3 separate regions of the Mus musculus genome follow, and regions 2 and 3 are each linked to region 1. The links are chromatin contacts, called in public HiChIP or PLAC-seq maps. All regions are on one chromosome and are shown on one strand. The core of a region is the stretch at or near the end of the contact, and the rest is flanking DNA. Distances in the headings are between cores, read along the strand shown. Region 1 has its middle 41 kb from the start of Gm31482. Region 2 overlaps Rapgef5 (Rap guanine nucleotide exchange factor (GEF) 5). Region 3 overlaps Rapgef5 (Rap guanine nucleotide exchange factor (GEF) 5).

Region 1 (3,622 bases), core at 872-3,371:
AAATCTGATCTGCCCGCCCCCCCCCCCGACACACACACACACTACATCATGGCAATCTTCCTTTTCCTCCTCCTCTCTGTCCTAGCCCTCACAAATCTAAAGGTCCTGCCCCATCTCTGATTGCCTAGCCATTGCTGTTGGCTCTTTATTGATCATTCAAAAACCTAGTGGGGACAAGGACCTTCAGTGTTTGGACACACAGATTCCCAATTAAATCAAAGCATTAGAACCAATCCCCAACAGGATAAGGGATTAAATTTTAATTTTCATGTTAGCAAAATTTTATTGTAAACATATTTCACATAATACTTGGGGCATGGTTATGCTATAAATGTTTTGTTTCCTAAAATTTTAATTTAGGAAATAAAAGAAAGCTGGATACTCAGGTTAAGTTTAAACTTCTGATAACTAACAGATACTCTCCACTACGCACAGGTCCGGATTGTGAAGTGAGGATTAAAAAAAAAAATATATATATATATATATATATATATATATATATATATATATATATAATGTATATGAGTACACTGTAGCTGTCTTCAGACACACCAGAAGAAGGTATCAGATCTCATTAGAGATGGTTGTGAGCCACCATGTGTTTGCTGGGAATTGAACTCAGGGCCTCTGGAAGAGCAGTCAGTGCTCCTAACCGCTGAGCCATCTCTCCAAACCTAAGTGAGGATTTTTAATAGAAGAACTTTTGTTTCTCTGATGCTCTAGCCTTATGTGTTTTCAGGTCTCAGCTTCACTCCAAGATCAGAGTTGATCATCAAAAGAATTTCTGAATAATCATGAAAAAGCTGTAGAAAGGATTCAAAGTTTCTGTGGTGAGCAGTGATTATATATCTTGCTAAAGTACTGTCTTTTTTTTTTTTAAAGATTTATTTATTATATGTAAGTACACTGTAGCTGTCTTCAGACACTCCAGAAGAGGGAGTCAGATCTTGTTACAGATGGTTGTGAGCCACCATGTGGTTGCTGGGATTTGAACTTCAGACCTTCGGAAGAGCAGTCGGGTGCTCTTACCCACTGAGCCACCTCACCAGCCCCTAAAGTACTGTCTTAACGAACGTTCATACTGAAGATGAATGTGTTCATGTGTCTATGTCCATCTGATCTGTGTGTATACTTTATCCCAGTTTTACAAATGGGAATGAGGTCCATCACTCAACATATGATAAATGCCACACGCATACCTTTTATAGTTAGACATACAAATCCTGTCTACCCCCAACCCAGTAGATTCCTTGATAGTTTCCCAAGAACTGTTGAGTTCCTTGGAGCTTCCTACTTAAGAATGGATCATGACCACGTTGGATAAAATGGGCATGGGGCAAGTCTGAACTAAAGGAAAATATCTCATAAAATCAGGAGTCTTCTGGAATGCTGGCAAGAGCTTAATTGATTGGAAGAACCTGTAATTATATCCCCTCTCTAGTCCTTTTCAGAGCTCAGGTAACCGCAGCTTCTCCCACCACATTTTACCATGTCCCAGGAATACAAACTTCCCCTGCATTCACCTTAGAGTTTATGGTTCTTGCAGCTGCTCTGTGAGGGAGGTGCTGTTCCAGCATGTTCTTGCTCAGGACACCACGGCAAGTTGCTCAGGATCTCATTGCCAGCAAGTGCAGGGTCTGGGTCAGGCTGTGTATGTCCCGAGTGTGTACTTCCAATCCCTCCATGGCTCTGCCCTCAGTTGGAAACATAGCTCACAGTTGTTTTGCTTCTGGAATACATCATGTGTTTCCAGTAACCGAGGTTTTTGATGTCTCTGCTTTGCTAACAGTATCCATTTGCTAAAGTGGCTGCAACAAATGCCAAACTAGGATTTGTTTCAGAATAACAGATTACTTTAGGAAGTCCAAGATCAGGGTATAGGTAGGGTTGGTTTCCTCCAAAAGCCCCGTGGGAAGGGTCTGTGGCCAGTTTGCAGAAGGCTGCCATCTTGCTGCCTCTTTGACACTCATCTGCTCACACACTCTTATCTCTGTACTTCAATTTCTGCTTCTTATAAGTATGCCAGTCATACTTATAAAATTGGATTAGAGTCCACTACAATGGGTTAATTTTTAACATAGCTGCCACTGCCTAGGTCCTTATCTTCAAACACAGCAGCCTCTGTGGTACTGGGAGTTAGGACACTACCGTGTGAGTTTAGAAGAGGGCACAGTTCAGCTCAGGCCGTAGTACCTGAACGGCTCATTGACACGGCTCACCGGCTAATAATACCAAAGAGCACACAGCTGAACGCAGGTGTCTGATCTGACACATGAGTTAGCAGAGCAGACCCTCAGTAAGCCCAAGAACAGATGTCCAGACAGCAGTCTGGGGACAGAAAGGGGAAGCGGGACTGAGGTAATGATCTGAACTGGGGTCTCCAAACTTCCTGGGGAGGTTCTGGAGCTAATGGAGCACTGAGTTCTCACTGCAGGTGATAAATCTTCCTAATAGCGCTTCTAATGCAGTGCTCTACATTTAAATATTTTAATATTAATTTATTCTAATGCTACCTCAAGTGGGTAATGAACACCATCATCCACTGAATTAAAGAGAAAGGAGAAAGATCATAAGCAAACCCTCATGAATTCTCTGCTCCAGGAGAAAATCCAGGCGGAGTGAAAGAAATCCTAGACTCACTCATTTCTCCTTTAAGCCATTAATAAATGACACTTAGAAATGTCATTTATAAAGTAATGGTAGCAGATGTAAATGGTTCCAAACAGGTTACCATTGTGAGGAAGGCAACCACTTAGCTCGTAGTTCGCTTCGGCCACCAACGCAGCACAGTCACGGTAACTGGTACCTAATGTTTAACATGCATCTGGTACGGTCCAACACTGTACTCAGATCATTTCATTTAGTGAATGCTTCTGTAGCCCCAGGAGCAGGTGATTATAACCCCATTTAACAGCCGAGAAGATTAAGATCCCAACACTTAAGACAGGATTTAACTCACTATTGCAAGAAAGGGTCTTCCAGTTTGAGAATATGCGCTCTCACAATAACCGATTGTCCTAACAAGAAAAATATGCCGGGTGTGGTGGCACACGCCTTTAATCCCAGCACTCAGGAGGCAGAGGCAGGCATATTTCTGAGTTCGAGGTCAGCCTGGTCTACAGAGTGAGTTCCAGGACTACACAGAGAAACCCTTTCTCAAAAAAACAAAAAAACAAACAAAAAAAAAAAACAAAACAAAAAAGAAAAAGAAAAGAAAAATAGACTACTCCTGCATCAGAGCTGGCATCAGAGAGCCTACAGCAGATAGGCTATCGAGGAGCCTGCAGGAGAGCCTGTAGCAGATCCTGCTGCTCTCACAGTGGGGAGCAGAGCATGAGGGCTGAACCTTCAGAATAATGAACAAAGACACAGAGCTGGCAAGACCAGTTAAAAGCTAGAGGAGTGCTGTCCCTGAGAATTCACTTAGGTACTGGGAATCAGAGCACAGAGCATCCTCATCTCAAGACTGCTGGGGGCGGGGGAGGGGGTGGGGGACAGGGAGGGGGACCTGTAGCTCTGAGAGTGAGGGATAAGGCTGGTACTTGCCATACACGTGTGAGGCCCTAGCTTCAATCACCAGCACTCCCACAACAGAACACAATGAAACTGAACTGGAAACTGA
Region 2 (3,891 bases), core at 391-2,890, 260 kb after region 1:
TCTTTTAAAAAGAGAATAAATACACTGATCAGTGATGGGCCTATAGAAGCAATTACACAGCACAGCACACGATAAGGCTCCTTTTATCCACACAGGAAAGAGAGCAGGGTATCCTTCTCTGTGTCTGCACCTAGTTATAGGTAGGATCTTGTCAGCAGAACGGTGCTAGCTAGCACAGAGCTCCTTTGCAAAGAGTTGACATCTTTCAGAGGAAGCTGTCAACTTTTCTTACTCTAACCTTGGGTTTTGTTTTGTTTTTTTCCCAAGTCATCAGCAACATAGAAGATAGCCTTTCTTATTTGCCTTTTAATGTTCTTTTACTGACTCTGGCTGTCTTCCTATGACTGGGTGCTACACATTGGGAGAGTTTTATAGCAAATGCTGTGAAAGTTTGTACCCATGGCTTAGACTTGGGTCTGTACTGCTGGGTCAGCAGGGACTGTCCCCTGACTGAGCCAGGTCAGACAGACACATTGGCTCTGCTCTATGGAAGCTGTGTGTGCAGAAATGAATGATAGTTAAGCTCCTAGACTCTTTTAAAAGGGACAGAGATGAAGAAAGTCAGTGCAGTGGCCCATGACGTCAGAACTTCAGCTGGGATGAGATTCTAACTAGAGATCCATTTTTGCTTGTATTCTGGTAAAACAAGTACCTGATGAATTTGAAAGTCCAGATGAAGTGCAGGCATGGGGGGTGGGGGCGGACAACACAATTGGAAGGAGGTGGAGGAGGCTTGACCTGAATGATCCAGTGGATAGCCCTTTGCCCCTGGTTTAAAGCAAGTCTTTACTCCTTATCTTAGTATTTAATAGTAGGTATGCTGTAGTTTTCAATCCAGGTAAGGACAGTAGTACAAATGCAGCTAGTATGCTGTACATTTTGAAACTTTAAACGTTCTATTCTCTAAATCCAATTACTCCTGGAGGTAGGTTTAAAAATAGAATCTTCAAATCCGCCGGACATGGGCCTTTAATCCCAGCACTTGGGAGGCAGAGGCAGGCGGATTTCTGAGTTCGAGGCCAGTCTGGTCTACAGAGTGAGTTCCAAAACCCTGTCTTGAAAACAAACAAACAAAAAAAGCAAAAAGCAAAAAAAAAAAAAAAAAAAAAAACCTTCAAATCCTAATTCCTGCTCCCCCACTCACAGGTTGCTTTAGCATCCTATGTCTTTAAGGCTTTGTGTGTGTGTTTCCAGAGACCTTGAGCCTAGATTCTGTACTATTAGATGCCTGACCACACTCCTAATTTATTCCAGGTCTTTAAAGAAATGAGGTGAGGCTAGTTGGCTTCTTTTTAATTTTCTCTTCCCCTTTTCTTCTCTCATCCATCACTCTGATCTACAATTAAAGCAAGATGATGAAGTGACGATGGTTCAGGTTAAAGAGCAAGGCCAGAGTGTGCTGGTGCTGAAGAAAGTAGCAAGCTGTGGCCCAGCCCCCACCTCAGGGAGTGCGGAGAACGACGCGAGGTGAGAGTCCCCGCAGCCCAAGCACGCTCGCTCAGGTTTCCTTCCCTGGCTGCTTCCCTTCCCAGCTCCCTCTCACTCACTCGCTCGCTCTGCCGCCTGCCCTACCCTCCCTCCTCCTCCCTCTTTTCTCTCCGCCTCTCCGGCGGCGTTCTAGCTGACTGCAGAGCTCTTAGCAGCCAGATGGACTCAGTTCCCAGTGAAAGGACAAGGATGGCAAGATCTTATAGCCTTTAGGGGATGCCTTTGTTAGGCACTGTTCACAATGGGCAGCTCCCGCTTGCGGGTCTTTGACCCCCCTCTAGAGAGGAAAGATTCCGCGGCGCTCTCAGAGCGCCAGCTGCCCTTGCCTACCTTCGATGTGCCTTATTTCAAATACATCGACGAAGAAGATGAGGACGATGAATGGAGCAGCCGCTCACAGTCTTCCACGGAGGATGACTCGGTGGACTCTCTGCTCTCTGACAGATATGTGGTGGTGTCTGGTACCCCGGAGAAGATCTTGGAGCACCTTTTGAATGACTTGCACCTGGCAGAGGTTCAGCACAAAGAAACAGGTAAGCCGGGGTGTGGGAGGTTGGGGGCTGGGAAGGGGGTCTCCTGCCTCCAAAGCAGAAGCAGCTGATGCCCTGTCAGTATCCCCAGGAGCTAAGCTCCCACTGTTTTGGAAATCAGGATGGGCTGGGAAAGCATATGCTTTGTGTGGCTCCCCTTATGCTTGTGCTGCTTGTTTCAATCCAGTAAATGGACACATGTAGTTCTTGAACAGCTGCCTGGGAAGTCGCTGAAGAAGGAAAATGAGGTGAGGGTAGATGTGTGTACTTGGTAATTTTCGTCAAATCTCGCCTTAAAGCCACTTGGCAAGAAGCCAGTATTCAATAGCTCCTGTGCTATGAAAAGCAGCTCAAGGGGAGGGGGCCATGAAGGGGCTTTCACCTGGTCTGTAGGAAATGCTGGTTGAGTCCTGAGAGTGGCTTCCCTGCCCAAATGCAAACAATTTGCAAACCCTCATTGGCAACAGCAACTTCTGCCCCTTTCCTAGTGCTTATAAACTGCTTGCCCAGCATAAGGATTGGAGCACCTCATATGATACAGCTTCTCTGACCAGAGATCAAAGCCTTGTTGTCCAGATGTCTCACCATCTGACTTTCAGCTTCCTGCACTTTTGGAAACACTGTTACTCTCTGTACCATTGACTTACTGGTCATTTCTTTTCTCATAGAGTGCTTGCTTCTAGTAACCAGCATTTGCCATCTGTTTCAGCCTAGAGCAGTTATCCCCGTGTGAACAGACTTCAGAAAGTAGCCTGAAGTTTGCCACTTGGTGACTGCCATATACTTTTTGAGTCTGCACACAGCACCTGTGACCCCCACATTGTGCAGTGTTGCTTGCATCCAGCAAAGGCAGCTGTAGGTTGCATTAGTGCAAGGCAACTGCTTGGATTTTACCACACAGGGGAGACTGAAATGCCAGCTCAGGACTAAGTTTCCCCTGACTCTGAGTGATGTTTGGCTCTGTACTGCTTTACAGAGGACAGTAAAGGAAGCAATGATGTATGAAATATGTGAATAGGTTAAAAAGAGAAAAAAGCCTCATGATCCAACCATGAGTCTTATAATATCGTTGTTTAGTTTAAAAGTCCAAATACTTTATCTTGCATACAATTGGGAAAGAATCAGTCATCGCTTACACACACAAAGTAAGCTATTCTCAGTAAAATAAAAGTATCATTGTGGCATCCACTTGGTTATTTTGTATATCTGCAAATTCACACTTTGTGCCTTTGAGCAATGCTCCAATGTTCTGCCTACAGATGGAATCATAAGATGGGTTCCCCATAGGTTGTTGGGAGTATAATTTCCATGACATAAAAAGAGCAGGACTCCTTAGGCATAGGGGAGTGGTGGAGGGGTGGAACGATTTGTTTTTTAACATCCTAAGCAAAGAAATTATTTAATAGTAAGTTGTTTGCTTTTCTTTCTAAATTTACTCAGTATCTTCCTTTCTTTAAATCTCTTGTGCTTCTGGAGATCAAACCCAGTGACTCCACCAAGCTAGGAGTGCCTCACTGTTCAGACACCCTTGCATCCCAGTGACTCACTAAAAGACTCATTATTTGACACTGGAAACAACCTGTCACCTTCATGTCTATAAGGCCAGGGAGTTGCCTCCTGTTTGCAGGGGGACATTCATGTTCTGTACTGAATTTTATTTCTGCTTTCTTCTCACTAATACTGACCAGAGGGTCAAATATGCCACTTCAGTCAAACACACCAAAAGCACAAAGGACCGGGACTCATTGGATAGACTGTCTGGCCCCAATGTAAGTGGTTCATGAACCCGTCTGGGATAACCTCATCTGAGGTCCTGATCTTTATTCAGAGTTTCAATGAAGGGCTCATGGACACATATATTTCTTCAGAGTTT
Region 3 (3,580 bases), core at 285-2,784, 310 kb after region 1:
GTCCTCCATCCAAGGGAACTTGTGCTTAATCCAAGGCAACTGCTTGAGTCTGGTAGTTTCCTGCTATGCAAGTGTGTTTTAAAGTTTAACCCATTTTACTAAAACATTCAATTTTTATAAACAACTTTAGTATACCTGATTTTTAATATTAATCTATATTAAATAAACTTAACTGTAACATATAGAGAAAGCTATAAGAGACATAAATTGATCTCTCCCCCTAAATAAATTATATTTGTGCGTATGATGACTTGCCATTAACTTGTATAGCTTAATTATATAATGTTACTAATGTGAGGTCACACAGTACACTCTTTCTCTATCTTTGGTAAAGATGGTGACTGCCATGATGGCAGCAAGCCACATGGTGAGCCTATCAGGCATACACCCTTTTCCTAAACAGGTATTGAATCCAAGTATGGTATGACAAATTAACTTTATACATAGACTTTTAAAGTCACACTCAATGAACTCATAAATTCTAAAATATAGAAAGTTATTTTCAACAAAAGCTTTAAACAAAACCGGAAAAAAAAAGGGGGGAATTCAGAGAGTTGAGCACTTTGCCCTCTGTGACCTCTGTAGAAAGTTTACTTACTTCCTAGTTGTTCTAAAGTGCCAAATGTCTTTTGGGGGCTGTTCTGTTCTGTTCTCCTTTTTTCTGTTACAGAGTCAGGTGGCCAACCTGACACAGAAGAGAGACTTGGAGGAAACTTAAACAAATAGCTTGGGTCTAGGGCAGATAGACCAAACCCCAACTCCAGAGCCAGCAGTTCACCATGCTGCTCTGTAGAGCAGAATGAGGAAGTACCTGGTTTGGGATCTGCGTCTGTCTGGGTTTTAAAGAGGGCACGCTGAATCTCAGGGGTGTGAGAGTGAAGAGAGGAAACCCTGGTGAAAGGGACAGCATTTGCCGCCTCCTGAGTTCTGGGTAAACATTCTTTCCATGGAGGATGCCCTGAAGATAGGCTGCAACAGGACAGGCAGCCTCTGAGGCTATGAACATCGTGTGGAGGGAGAACTCACAGGCAAAGGCAACTGAGAGGTGGCCAAGAGACTGATAGGCTCAGGCTGTCCGTTAGGCTGTAGAAGCAAGAGGTTAGGGAAGCTCTTGTCTGAGCTTTGCTCCTCCATGGAGGAGCAGGTGATAGGTCTACATCTGGAGCAGCCCCTTTTGTGCTGAGTTGGGTTTTTTTGTGGTTGTAGTTTGTGTTATCTGCTTGCTTGTTTGTTGACTCAGCCAGAGTGTTTTAAAACAGTCTCTGAGATTCCTTAAGTTGGCTTATATAGTTAAAAGGTTTCTCACAACAGGAGTTAGGTGGAGAAACGGGAAACCGGTGTTCCAATGAGAAAAGAGAAACCACCCAGATCCTTCCCAGAGTTGAAGATTGGATCTATCCTGAGGATAGGAAACATACTCATGTCTTCTCCTAGCCCCATGCTCCTGAATTATTTATGGTTCTGGTCCCTACCCTAGCCCATGGAACAGAACGCCAACTGAAACATAAAGTTAAATTCCCTGTAATCATACTGTAGGAAGAGCCAAGGGAAAACAGTCATTTCCACAATCACCAAGTGTCTTCCCTTGCCTAAGGCACCTCGTTTGCATATTCATGATTCCTTATTTGCATATTCATGTACCCCCCTCTCAGCATCCCCAGCCCCCACCTCTGTGGACTGGGTAGATTTTTATTTCCTCACACAGACAAAGGAATGGTTGCTGGACTGGAATGCTTAGTGTCAGACAGCCTGCTCTTATCTCAGAATGAATGACCCAGGGTAACAGGATTCCAGGCTGATTGGCTTCTAGTTTCTGCTCAGAATCAATTTGTCTTATTCAAAAATTGCGTCTATATTAATTTATTTCTTTTTAAAAACAAGTTCAGATGGGGTGTGTGCATGTGCTAATTTTATGGCTAAAGTAAAGCTATGTGGACCAGAAGAAGTGAGGAGGTGACTGACAGATGAAAGATGGAAATCATCTCAATAAACGGTGCTAAGTGAAAGGGCTTCTAATCAGGGAAAACAATAACCATTTGTGGAAATTTTTTTTATTCTCAGCTTCAGCACGTACCTGCTCTGTGCATGGTTTGCTTTGCATTAGCAACTGGCTATACACATTAAAATAAAAACGAGTAGATATGTAGTCTGGCCATAATCAGCTTCCTTGCTGATGGTGATAATAACCTATAGGACCTTCTTGGAATGGGAGGACTCGGGGTGGGGGGAGGAGATGGGAGGACTTAGTGTGGGGAGGGGGGAGGAGGTGTCCTTCACCATGGATACACACAGGTGTCATCCACCGTGGATCCACCGGGATCTAGGAGGTGGCCTCCACCGTGGATACTCTCGGACATTCTCACTGACTGGAGCCCTAGCAGAGGAGCTAGTGTTTCAAAACATTATGTCGAGAGATGGAGCTAAGTAAAGCCTTGTCTGGCTGTGTGAGCTGTCTACCCTGTAGAATGCTGGAAGCGGGTGGAGTCAGTACCAAGGAGGTTGGCAGTAGGGTCTCAAATTCTGTCCTAGACAGGAAACTGAAACTGGACCTGGGCACCAGCCATAGCAGAGGAGACCTAGTAGTGATGTGCCTGCTGGACACATGTCCCCAGATCCCTACTGCTCTAGGTGTGGAGGCAACAGTGTCTCTCCAGATCCTCTCTTCGTGGGGAGAGAACTTTTAGAAGCCCAGGTACAACTGGACTAGAGCAGTGTCTGGTTCACAAGATAGACAGGACCTGCCAGAACATAGCTGAAGCCATTTCCCTAATTCTGAGCTGCAGATTGTTATTCGTTTTAGTGCCACTAATATGGCACAGTTTTGGAAGACAGCATATATCTGCTTTAGCCGGCAGACACGGTGGTAACAGCTTCCCAGCACTGGGAAGATGAGGGCAGTCTGAACTGTATAACAGGTTCCATGCAGTCTGGGCTGCATAATGAAGATCTGTCTCAAAACAAACAAAACTAAACAAACAAAAGCAAAAACACTTTTCATGTTGATAGCTTTTGTACCATCGTGTAATAGCTGGAAGCCTAATGAGAAAAATCACAAATAAATGAAAAGTTTCATAACAAGGATATCTGTTGCAGCATTTATGTAACAGGGAAGAATTGAGACCAGCAAAGGATACAACCAGAAAAACTAATTTAAAAAACTATGAAACATCTCCCTTTTATTTAAGAGACAAGGTCTCATTTATCTCTAGGCTGGCCTTCAGGCTTCTAGTAGTGAAAGGTATCCTTCTTGAACTTCTGACTCTACCGTCTCCACCCCTAGTGCAGAGATTACAAAAGTCCATTTTATTTTCTTACTTTCATAAAAGAAAAATGTGGCACACTATTCCATAATCTATGACATAAACTCAGATAGATACATGATAGGTAGGTAGGTAGGTAGGTAGGTAGGTAGGTAGGTAGATAGATAGATAGGTAGATAGACAGGTAATTGATAGATTACTAGATTGATGATAGATTGATAGAAAGATAGATAGATAATTGATAGATTAATAGATGATAGATATAAATAGATAATTGATAGCTTAATAGATGAGATAGATAGATAGATAGATAGATAGAT

Evidence for each region. HiChIP or PLAC-seq counts read pairs in DNA pulled down with a chosen protein or histone mark.
Region 2: a contact with region 1 is called in an H3K4me3 HiChIP or PLAC-seq map of embryonic basal ganglia, with 4 times the contacts expected there. The contact joins two enhancer-like sites. A contact is called at or near these places in 2 of 15 datasets of contacts at CTCF or cohesin (large pre-B cells and pro-B cells), 4 of 484 Hi-C or Micro-C datasets (bone marrow-derived macrophages, nephron progenitors, pre-B cells and 1 more), 15 of 115 datasets of contacts at active chromatin or transcription factors (SST interneurons, double positive thymocytes, embryonic basal ganglia and 10 more) and 2 of 9 other capture datasets (adipose tissue and liver).
Region 3: an H3K4me3 HiChIP or PLAC-seq map of embryonic basal ganglia shows a contact between it and region 1, with 4 times the contacts expected there. The contact joins two enhancer-like sites. A contact is called at or near these places in 2 of 484 Hi-C or Micro-C datasets (the CH12 cell line and bone marrow-derived macrophages), 4 of 115 datasets of contacts at active chromatin or transcription factors (bone marrow-derived macrophages, embryonic basal ganglia, embryonic stem cells and 1 more) and 3 of 9 other capture datasets (adipose tissue, liver and pancreatic islet).

Annotation. Positions count from the first base shown.
Region 1 is chr12:117,423,335-117,426,956 of GRCm38.p6, forward strand. No RefSeq gene overlaps it. Among named protein-coding and RNA genes, the nearest start is that of Gm31482, 41 kb to the right of the region's middle. Within about 2 kb of position 2,122, at least 17 of the 459 cell types and tissues checked have an H3K27ac peak or open chromatin away from gene starts, as enhancers often do. A contact at or near this core is called in embryonic basal ganglia, where this site is marked.
Region 2 is chr12:117,687,216-117,691,106 of GRCm38.p6, forward strand. It overlaps Rapgef5 (Rap guanine nucleotide exchange factor (GEF) 5), which reads left to right. Exons shown (of 26, transcript NM_001373989.1): 10 at 1,349-1,467; 11 at 1,933-2,021. Among named protein-coding and RNA genes, the nearest start is that of Cdca7l, 150 kb to the right of the region's middle. Within about 2 kb of position 1,641, at least 135 of the 459 cell types and tissues checked have an H3K27ac peak or open chromatin away from gene starts, as enhancers often do. A contact at or near this core is called in embryonic basal ganglia, where this site is marked.
Region 3 is chr12:117,735,532-117,739,111 of GRCm38.p6, forward strand. The region is part of intron 20 of Rapgef5 (Rap guanine nucleotide exchange factor (GEF) 5); the gene reads left to right. Among named protein-coding and RNA genes, the nearest start is that of Cdca7l, 110 kb to the right of the region's middle. Within about 2 kb of position 1,535, at least 53 of the 459 cell types and tissues checked have an H3K27ac peak or open chromatin away from gene starts, as enhancers often do. A contact at or near this core is called in embryonic basal ganglia, where this site is marked.